Regions from separate parts of the Ovis aries genome. Here region 2 is linked to region 1. A link is a contact called in public Hi-C data. All regions are on one chromosome and are shown on one strand. Each heading gives the region's core, a stretch centred on a gene start, on an enhancer-like site or on the middle of the called end of the contact. The rest is flanking DNA. Distances are from core to core; before and after follow the strand shown.

Region 1 (4,934 bases), core at 1,819-4,318:
AAAACATATGTCAGTCACTCAAAATTCACAACTGTGTCAGGGCCTTGTGATACCCAGCTTCCAACATGGCCCTAGTGTTATGTCCTTGTGTAGTGGTCTGTATGACCAGCAGAATACTGGTTAGAATAGGCAGCATGGCATTCCTTTGTTCTCTTGGATTACTCACTTTGAAAGGGAATAGAGCCTTATTTAGCCAACTATAACTCAATAGTGCTGAAGGATTTGCCCCAAAAAGAGAATGTTCAATTTGGGAGGGACAAATTATTTACAGGCTACCACTTGGAGAATTTAGTCTTGTCCTTCATTCCTCATGTTGATTACCACTTCCAGCCTTAAAACAGGTGCTAAGGGGTCCTTCTTGCATTTATCATTCTGATATAAAAGTGATGATAACCTCTTCTCTTATTTTGCCTGTCATACTGAAGACAGGCTGAGTAGTCTAAGATGATCTTAAAAAGAGATTTTCTTAGCGAAAACAAAAGGGAAAGAGAGAAAACAAAATTATTCTACCTAATATACATATAATCTTAATAATGTTTGGTCTCTATATATACAGACCAAATCTGTTCCTAACTTAGAAATCAGGGCTTGTTGCATACTCCTTATTATGCCATGTTATGGTCATGGAGATACAGTAGTACTGAATATTAATTCCTTACAAATATAAAAAATGGACAATAGTGAACTTGTACTCAGGCACTTAAGTCCTATCCAACTCTGTGACCTCATGGACTGTAGCCCACCAGGCTCCTCTGTCCCTGGGATTCTCCAGGCAAGAACACTAGAGTGGGTTGCCATTGCCTTCTAAGTTATAGGCTATTTTACAGGAAATAGGGCATTAGAAATATTGCCCTAGAAAGGATGCTGTTTATAGTATTCTGTTTAATGTGTATGAAAGATTTGAATGTTATAGGGACAAGTCGCTCAGTCGTGTCTGACTCTTTGCGACCCTATGGACCATACAGTCCATGGAATTCTCCCGGCCAGAATACTGGAGTGGGTAGCCCTCTCCAGGTGATCTTCCCAACCAGGGATCGAACCCAGGGGTCTCCCGCATTGCAGGCAGAGTCTTTACCAGCTGAGCCACAAGGGAAGCCCTTGAATGGGCTTTATAAGGCTTTATAAATTCTTTAATTTAGAAAAGTGGCAAGAGTCGCTATGTTTTAAAACTCAGGAATCTAAAAAACTTCATCAGAGTTCAGAGGATCTCTGACTGACCCTATTTGCTATACAGATTTCCCCTGTTTAAAAGCAAAAATCTCTTAAGAAAAAAGTACCCAGAGTTGCTTTTTCAGATAGAAAGAATCCCCTCACAACCCTCTTGGCTTCCCAGTAAATATACAGGCATTATTAGCTTTAAAAAAAGAGAAGATCATTAAATTCCTCGCTCTTCAGAGACTTCTACCAGAGGGCCTCCTGTGATTCTTTGAAGTTTGAGCCTTACTGTAGCGTTATTTCCACGGTTCCCACGTTACTTTCAAGAACAGCCATCTCTTATAATCCTCAGCGTTTTTCCTTCGTTCAGGAGTGACGGTGGAGCCTCAAAAAGAAAGCGACTGGAGCCGGGAAACGAACCTGCTGAACACTGTGCCGGGTCCATCGGAGTGCGGCTGCAGGAGCCCGGGAGGGGACCAGAATCGGTCCCCACGCGCACTGGGAGTCTCGGTTCTTTGTTGAATAAATACAAGAAAATGCGGCGGCGGCCAAGTGTGTTGATGGGGGAATAGGTTGAGGCGTTTATATGCATAACTGTGCGTAAGAAAGATCATTAATGAGGCGCTACAAACGCAGGACAACCCTGGGCACCGTGTCATTGGCTTTTGTGTACTTGGAGGCGCGTGAGTGCCCTGCTCAGAGATTCCTCTTTGTGTGAAAGGGGGGAAACCAGAAGCTTGCAGCTACAACTGGGTTTTCATTTCCTTTCGAATTCGCAGGCACTCAAATACTCCCGCACCAACACTCTCCCACATTCCCGCACCGCCAATCCTCGGACTTCAGTTACTTGTCCGTCCGTCGCCGACCGAGCGAGGAGCGACAATGGCTCGGGGTGGACACCCGCAGCTCCCCGGGGCCAGAGCCAGGGGACGGCTCGCCGCGCTCCGCAGCTGCGCGCTGAGCCCTGCCGCCCGCCCGTCAGCAAACGCGAGCACCAACCGTCGCGCGGCCCGGCCGTTGGGCGGGTGGTAATTTCTGGGAATGGGGCGGGGTCCGCGGGGTACAAGGCCGGGCGTTGCAGGCTAGCGGGAGGAGGAAGAGCGGGCTGCGCGGAGGGGCGCGGGCAGGGAGGGGCGTGGCTCCACGAGCGTCACGGGCCGGGGAGGCACTCGGGGCGGGGCCGGTGGCGCACTCCTGCCCGCCCGCGCCCCCGCCTTCCACTTAGTCCCGGCTTCGGAGTGGAGATGCGAGAGACCCGGGCTAGGAGTTTCCACAACCTACAGTCCTCAGTGACTGTCAGGCTGCCCGAGGGCCGAGCAGTCCCTGGAGGAGAAGGGAGGGAGTCCAGAGCTTGGGGATGGGGTGACAGCCCGGGCCCGCGGGGGCCCTCCGAGAGGGGCAAGGGTGTATGAGTGCCGTCTGGGCCGGCGGCCGCTGCAGGTGCACGCGCGGCCCCGCTGCCCCCCACGCGCCAGCCCGCGTTTGGGAGCCCCCGCGCCAGTCCCGGGCCCGGGTCGGAGTCGGGAACATGCTGGCGACGCGCCGAGCAGGAAGCGGGACAAGTGGCGAGAGTCTTTACCTGAGAAGGCGGGTTTTGGAGAAGTTGGGGGGCTACAGGGCGGGCGAGATTCGAGACGGCCACGGAAGCATGTTGGGCGGGCTGGTGCGGGCCGAGGGCGGCGAGGCCCCGCGGGGTATAAATAGCCGGCCCGGGTTTGACAGGCGCGGCGGTGACTGGCGGTGCCGCCGCACCCCCCTCCCCGCCGCCGCGTGGGGAGGGGAGGAGCGCTCGGAGCGGGCGGGGTGGGGGAGGCGGACTCGAGTGTCCTGGTGGCGGCGGCAGGAGGCCGAGGGGGAGGAGCCGAGGCGGGGGGTGGAGGGCGGGGGCCACCATTGCTCCCCGCGCCGGGCTCAGTGTCGCCGCCGTCGCCTCGGCGGTTGGGGGGTCGGTGGAGCGGCGAGGACGGGGGGCTCTGCGCGGGGCGGCGCGCCGCTGTTTTGTCTCCTCCTCTCCCAGTGGAGCGGCTCGGGCAGCCGGGGAGGCCCCGGCTCCCTCCGGACGCCTGGCCAACGGCGGCGGCGGCGGCGGCTACTCCGCGGCCCTGCCGGGAGGGAAAGCGACGCGGCGGTCTTCCCGGGCGACGCGGAGAGCAGGTAAGAGCGCGGGCCGCCGAGGCTGGTGGGAGGGAGGGAGGGCGGAGGGTGCGGCGAGAAAGCCTTGCCGTCCCGAGTGCCACCGCCTCCCTCCGCGCCCCCGCCCGGCGCCTGTGTTGTTTGCTCCGGGGTTAGCGGAGGGTTTTCCGGAGGCTGTGGCGGTGACACCGGCCGGGAGCTGGGAAAGGGGGCTGAGTGCCCGGGGGCAACGGTCGGGGAGCTGGACTTGGAGAAAGGGGAAGGCGCGCGGCGCGCCGCCCGCGAGGAGCGCGGGGCGCGGAGCGGGGCTGAGGGAAGAGGTTACAGACCCCGGCGGGGGGGATGGGCCGCGCGCAGCTGGTCTCGCTGTGTTTACATCGCCGCGCGAGTCACCTCTGCCGAGAAGCGGACTGAACTGACCCGCCTTAGCCCGCGAGGAGGCCAGGGCGGGGGTCCGGCCCTAGAGGAAACGCGTCCTGGGAGGGTCGGGTAAGGCGGGAGGCGGCGGCCGGCGCCGGGGCAGGGCGGCGAGTCCGGGGCGGGACCTGGGCGGCTGCGGCCGCGTGGGGTGGCGTGGACGGCTAGAGAGCAGTTTCCTCCGCCGTCGGGCCTCCTAGTCGCCTCTTACCTTTCCTGCTCTCTGCTGCTAGCTGGCACGGCAGGTTGTACGCGGTCATTCTTTTATTCTCACTCCACACCGGCCCCCTGCTGCCACTTCCCCCTGTTCCCGCGGGAGTGGGGAGGCTGGGCTCTGACAGGAATCTGTTTTTTAAACAAAACAAAAACGGGCTCTGTAACATGCGCGTCCAGTGACCGCCTTATGGAGCCTCTCTTCGCGAAGCTGGCCCTCCGGGACCATGTTCCTGGGTATTGGAGGGTGGGGTGGGGGGACGCGGCAGGAGGACGGTGAAGGCTTGGCTAGGGCTGGAACTGACTGCCTGAGCAGCTTTGCGAGCTGGCAGCCGAGTCCCCTCTCTACTTGGGCATTTTTATTCCATGTCAGTAGAGGACAGAGAAAATACCCCATTACCCCGAGAGTAATCTAGATTGAACAGTTTCTAACGTTCCTCATGTGCCAGCATCCTGGGCTCTTTTTTTTGTAGGAGCTAGCTACGCTGCAGAATAGGCTTTAAGTTCATCGTACTTCATGAAAGAAGAAAGAGGCAAACACTTTATTGTACAACTATGAATTTCACCCCCTATCTTGTGTTCGTCAACATTTATTTCAACTGTATGGTTTAAATTTTAATCCGCTGATGATAGAAGAGTAATCTGGTGTTTAGTAATCAGATTTGCCTTTCTTTTTAACTGTGAGTCTGTATCGTGAAGTAAATTATGCACTTTGTCTAGTGCTGTGGTCACAGAATAGTGTCAGCATGCACAGAATAATGTCTACTTTACCAAGATAGGATTGGATATTTGAGTTTCAGAATTTCTTCTTTTCTTCAGAAGGTAGAATGACTTTATATAAGGCTGGAAGCTAATTACATTTAAAGGGGTTTAGGAGTAAGGTTTAAATATGATATAATAGTTTACAAAGTGAGTTTATATGAGTATTACTGAGATACCTTCTAAAAACATGAAGTAGAAAATTCATATATCTTGGGCATTTGAAATTGGACAATTTAATGTCAGTATTTTTTTAA
Region 2 (4,934 bases), core at 1,682-4,181, 57 kb after region 1:
ACTAGTCGAATTCATTTCTTTGCACTCAGACTTGTTTTTTTAAACACTAATAACTTCCAATTTTATATATAACAATGTGTCTAAGTAATACAGTTTTATTAACTCAGACTGTGGAGAGGGTTAAATGCAGATTATATAAAATTTTAAATGAGTAGCATATAAGGTTACAAGTGTTACAAAGTAGGGATAGCTCAGGTTTCTTAGGCATACAAATAGGAATGCTTTAAAACTGTAGGCAAATCCATTCCTCTCCCAGCTCTTACTGCAGACCTACAGCCTGTCAGGCTCAGAGCTGAAATTCTTGTGATAAGCAGGACCCTGCCTTTGCCCTCACCAGGCTTTCAGCTTTGTGGAAAAGATGAACAGTTAAACACATTGCTGCAATACAATGTGATGAGTTAGTGTTATGGTAGGATTGATGAAAGGTTTAGAGAGCATACAGCAGAGGAATGGCTAGGAGGTCAGAGAATGCCTTCATGAGGAAGTGACATTTAAACAGGTTTGAAAGGTGTGAAGTAACTAGCCATGTAGTGAATAGCATGTCTGAAAGTCTGGAGGAAGGAGAACATAGTGTATTTAATTAGCAGAAAGGTATCCAATATGGCTAGATTATGGTTTATGGCAAGGACAGGGGATTAAAATGAAGCGAAAGAAGTAAAAGCTTAACTGGTGAGGACTCTGAAACCTTTATATCTGTTTTTTGGGCCTTATCTAAAAGGTGGTGGGAAGCTTTATTAAGGGTTTTAAACAAAGTATGTTTTTTATACAAATTTGTTTCCAAAATATTGAGTACTGTAAATGAAAAGTAAAGTAAGACAATAAAAGCATTACCTGAAATAACGACTGAAGTCCTTAGCTCCTCATTCAGTTTCCTAATTTTAAGCTAGTTGACTATTCTTATTCACTTTCCACTAAATTGTCTGCCTCAGCAGATTTGGGCTATAGATGTGCTCATTGCCCGTACTAAGCTAAAAGTTAATAGAGATTAAAGAAGTTAGCACAACTAGCGTTTCTTTTAGGAATCAAGATATGGGTGCTTTGATATAGTGCTGTTTCAGGAGGAAGAATCATTGTCCCTTCTGCACGCCTCATGCCCTGTTGTAAACTTGGGAAAGGGTCTATACATTTTCTCAGATTTGTGAAGGGGCGCATAACTTAAGAACAAGAACACTTTTAACACAACTGTTAACTATTAGCTTTTGCATGATTTTTTAATGTTTTTGTATTGCGGGCCTTTTTGGCCATGTGGTAAAGCCTGTGGACCTTCTCTCATATTTAATGTTTTTAAATATATAAAATACCTAGGAATACCAAGGAACCAAATATATTGAAATATAGCTTTCAGGCTATTTTTAACTGTGATATATTAATACATGTTTCCTTAATAATGTATTAAATAATGAGATTTAATGGCAGATCAAATTTACTGCTATAATTTCAAAGTGGTGATGACCATCAATTATATTTTGAGAAATATGTAATAACTATAATACAATATGAAAATATTTTATGATTTCTGTTGGTCATGAGGTCACAGATAATGTGACTGAAAACTACTGTAGTTTGTACTTCATTTAAAAGTAAGGTGCTAAATTTCAGGTGGATCTGAAAGACAGTTTTCCTCTATCTCATTCATGTCATATTTTAGCTGTCTACCTTATCTTCCTTTTCTTCTCCACATTCTGCACTACTTCTGTTCTCTTTCTTTAATAGCTCATAGTAGGGATCTGAAAGCCACTTTAAATATGTTTCTTATTGAATACAGTTTTGTGATTTCTGCTAAGGAAAAGGAAAAAACCTCTTAACTGTACAGTGGTAGTTTTTCATGCCACTTAATGGCTTGACTTAACTTATTCTAAAAATATTCTAGTGTTTGTACATCAAGTACATTTCTTAAAAGCCTCATCTAATCTTTCTTTACTTTTTTGTTGGTTTGAGATCCCTTCGATTTCCATGAAAAAAATTTCTGTGACTAGTGGTTCTCAAACTTCAGTATTCACCATAATCATCTAGAGTGCTTATTAAAATACAGATCGCTAGGCCTCACCTCCAGGATTTGTGATTCAGTGGGGTGGAATTGAAGAATTTGCATTTTTAACAAGTCCCCAAATGATGTTGATGCTGTTGGCCCAGGATTCATACTTTGAGAACCATTCTCTTGACTGTTGGGAATGATAGCGCTAAAAGAGCTTCTGCCACTGTGAGAACTCAGTTAATACTGTAGTTTCTTACTGTGTTGTATTTTACCCATCACAAAGATTGCTGTTGAGGGTGCTGCTGCTAAGTTGCTTCAGTCGTGTCTGACTCTTTGCAACCCTGTAGACAGCAGCCCACCAGGCTCCCCCGGTCCCTGGGGTTCTCCAGGCAAAAACACTGGAGTGGGTTGCCATTTCCTTCTCCAATGCATGAAAGTGAAAAGTGAAAGTGAAGTCGCTCAGTGGTGTTCGACTCTTAGCGACCCCATGGACTGCAGCCCACCAGGCTCCTCCGCCCATGGGATTTTCCAGGCAAGAGTACTGGAGTGGGGTGCCATTGCCTTCTCCAGCTGTTGAGGGTGAAAACATACTAAAGTTCTTTCAGGTTTGTATGAGATGATGTAGTGCATTACTATTATTAATTAATTCACCAGTAAACATTCATTGAGCATCTGCTATATATCAGGTACTATTTAAAGCATGGGCTTCCCTTGTGGCTCAGCTGGTAAGGAATCCGCCAGCAATGTGGGAGACCTGGGTTCGGTCCTTGGGTTGGGAAGATCCCCTGGAGAAGGGAAAGGCTACCCACTCCAGTATTCTGGCCTGGAGAATTCCATGGACTGCATAGTCCATGGGGTCACAAAGAGTTGAACACGACTGAGTGGCTCTCACTGTTTAAAGCACGGGGTTAGAGCGATAGACAAAAGAGGCAGTGTCTGCATTCAGGCAGTGCTCAGGCTCTAGTGGAGAAAACATGTAAATTCCCCTTAGAGTAAAATTTCTGTATCACAAGGCAGATTACATAAGTTAACAACTCCTGAAATTGTTCTTTACAGTTAGTATTTTCAGTTAAGCTAAAATAATAAATTCATGAACCATTTCTTTTTAAGCAATTGAAGCAACAGGTAAATTCTCCCTTTTCCTCCTCCATATGTCAGTTTTTAAGCATAGTTGTGATACTGGTGAACTAATATCCATCGTGTACAAAGTACCTATTATATGCAAAGTACTCACAGCTCCTAGGGAGTAAGTGATTCAGAGTTGACTATAACATGGTGGCTGGCCTCAAAGATGCTTACCAACTAAGTTGAGAAAATCAAGCATTTGAGGAAATAATAGTATTAAGTAGATAAGCTTGGGGAAAGGTGAGGAAAGACAAAAAATAACCAAGTATAGTAGTTAGTCTGTAAGTTCTAGATTGAATTATTTCTACTGTGGTGGGTCATATTTAAATTTTATCAAAGGGGCATAGTTGACTGTTAAGGCAAAGGGTTTAGGGACAGAGAAGCAAGTCAAATGGAATTAAGCATTTGTCAATCTCACCCTTTAAAAAAAAAAAATCATGGGGAAATACTGCCATCAGAAGCATAAGTGACTTCTTCCCACTCACAAAAAATCAGGGAATGGGGCTAAGAACTCACGGTGTTTGCGGTGCTTAGTTACAATCTGGGAATGGGATTAGGAGATGAGATAGGATTAGTTTTTATTTAAATTTTTTTTTACATTTCTGTAATTTTTTAATTGAGTAAGTATATCAAGGAAAGAAGGAATATAGCTAATTTCCTTTCTTTCTCTTAGACATTATTAAGATGAAGTACAGATTTTTATAATGGGTATCCCATATTCTCCACATTTAAATTCAGCATTTGGTTGTAACTGTTTGATTTCCTTTTACTTTTTAAATCAGCCAAAATATATATCTTACTTAAAAGGAATGAACAATTAAAAATTTTTAATTTGATGAAAATACTTTTCATATGTTTTCTGTAAGACCGAGTCATGATAATAAGTAGTTATCCTCCAGGAGTTTTTTAAGAATATATTTGAACAAAATGAATTATTCGTTAGCCAGAATTTAGAGATTTTCTTATGACTAGATGAGCTTACAAAAGGTAAACCTAGAAAGTTTTACATCGAAAGAAAAGAGTTAGGTCTCTAAAGCAGTTAGCAAAAAAGGAGTTCTTATTATGCATGTTGTTTGATGCGACTTTTAGGAGAATCTGAATCCTGTTTTTGTTTTGTTTTTCCTACCTTTTTTTCCTTCAACTTAATCCTCGTAAAATAAAGACTTAGAATAATAATTTAAAATGCAAAATTGTTTTGAAGAGGGAACCAAGGATTTGGTTGAAGAGGAGAAAGAACTCAAATAGTTAGCACAGTTAGCATCTATTTGGATTTACAGCGGTAAGCTTTAGCCATTTGGTTTGGAAAAAACAAGGCTGGCAGAATAGCATTTGTTTTTAATTTGATTGCTGCATTACATGCCTAACTAGGAGACCCTTAGAAGTTCCAGTTATCTTCTTGAGATAAGACACTGATTATTATGTCTAGGCTTCATCTACAGGCAATATTCTGGGAAGAAAGGCCTTCACACACAAAAAAAGAAAGAACTTTTGGTGAACCTCATCCTTGGGAATAAAAGTAAGGGGCATTCAGTTTACCCTGTCACAAAGGGAGTCAGGAACTATAAATTAAAGACCACTATTATAAGATAATATAACCCTGTGTTTAATTTTGTTGTTACCTTTCATTTTTCAGTAGAATTAGTAGCAAACACTTCAACAAAAAGAATCCATAAATACTTGTTTTTGCTGGCTTCAGGAAATGGGGATGCCAATGAAAACTAGTTAATTCTGCAACTAATCTAAAGGGAAACAGAATCCCCAAAGATAGAATAATTGAAAGGAGAAGAAAGCAAACTGAATTTCCTTTCAAACAAAGAAAAGAACTTGAGGAGTT

The links. A called contact is a pair of places that touch in the nucleus more often than the background predicts.
Region 2: a Hi-C map of hypothalamus shows a contact between it and region 1, with 5 times the contacts expected there. The contact joins the enhancer-like site here to the promoter of ELF2 in region 1. A contact is called at or near these places in 4 of 16 Hi-C or Micro-C datasets (blood, hypothalamus, muscle and 1 more).

Annotation. Positions count from the first base shown.
Region 1 is chr17:18,525,372-18,530,305 of ARS-UI_Ramb_v3.0, forward strand. It overlaps ELF2 (E74 like ETS transcription factor 2), which reads left to right and starts at 3,069. Exons shown (of 9, transcript XM_060401003.1): 1 at 3,069-3,309.
Region 2 is chr17:18,582,355-18,587,288 of ARS-UI_Ramb_v3.0, forward strand. The region is part of intron 2 of ELF2 (E74 like ETS transcription factor 2); the gene reads left to right. Among named protein-coding and RNA genes, the nearest start is that of ELF2, 56 kb to the left of the region's middle. Within about 2 kb of position 2,932, at least 5 of the 54 cell types and tissues checked have an H3K27ac peak or open chromatin away from gene starts, as enhancers often do. A contact at or near this core is called in hypothalamus, where this site is marked.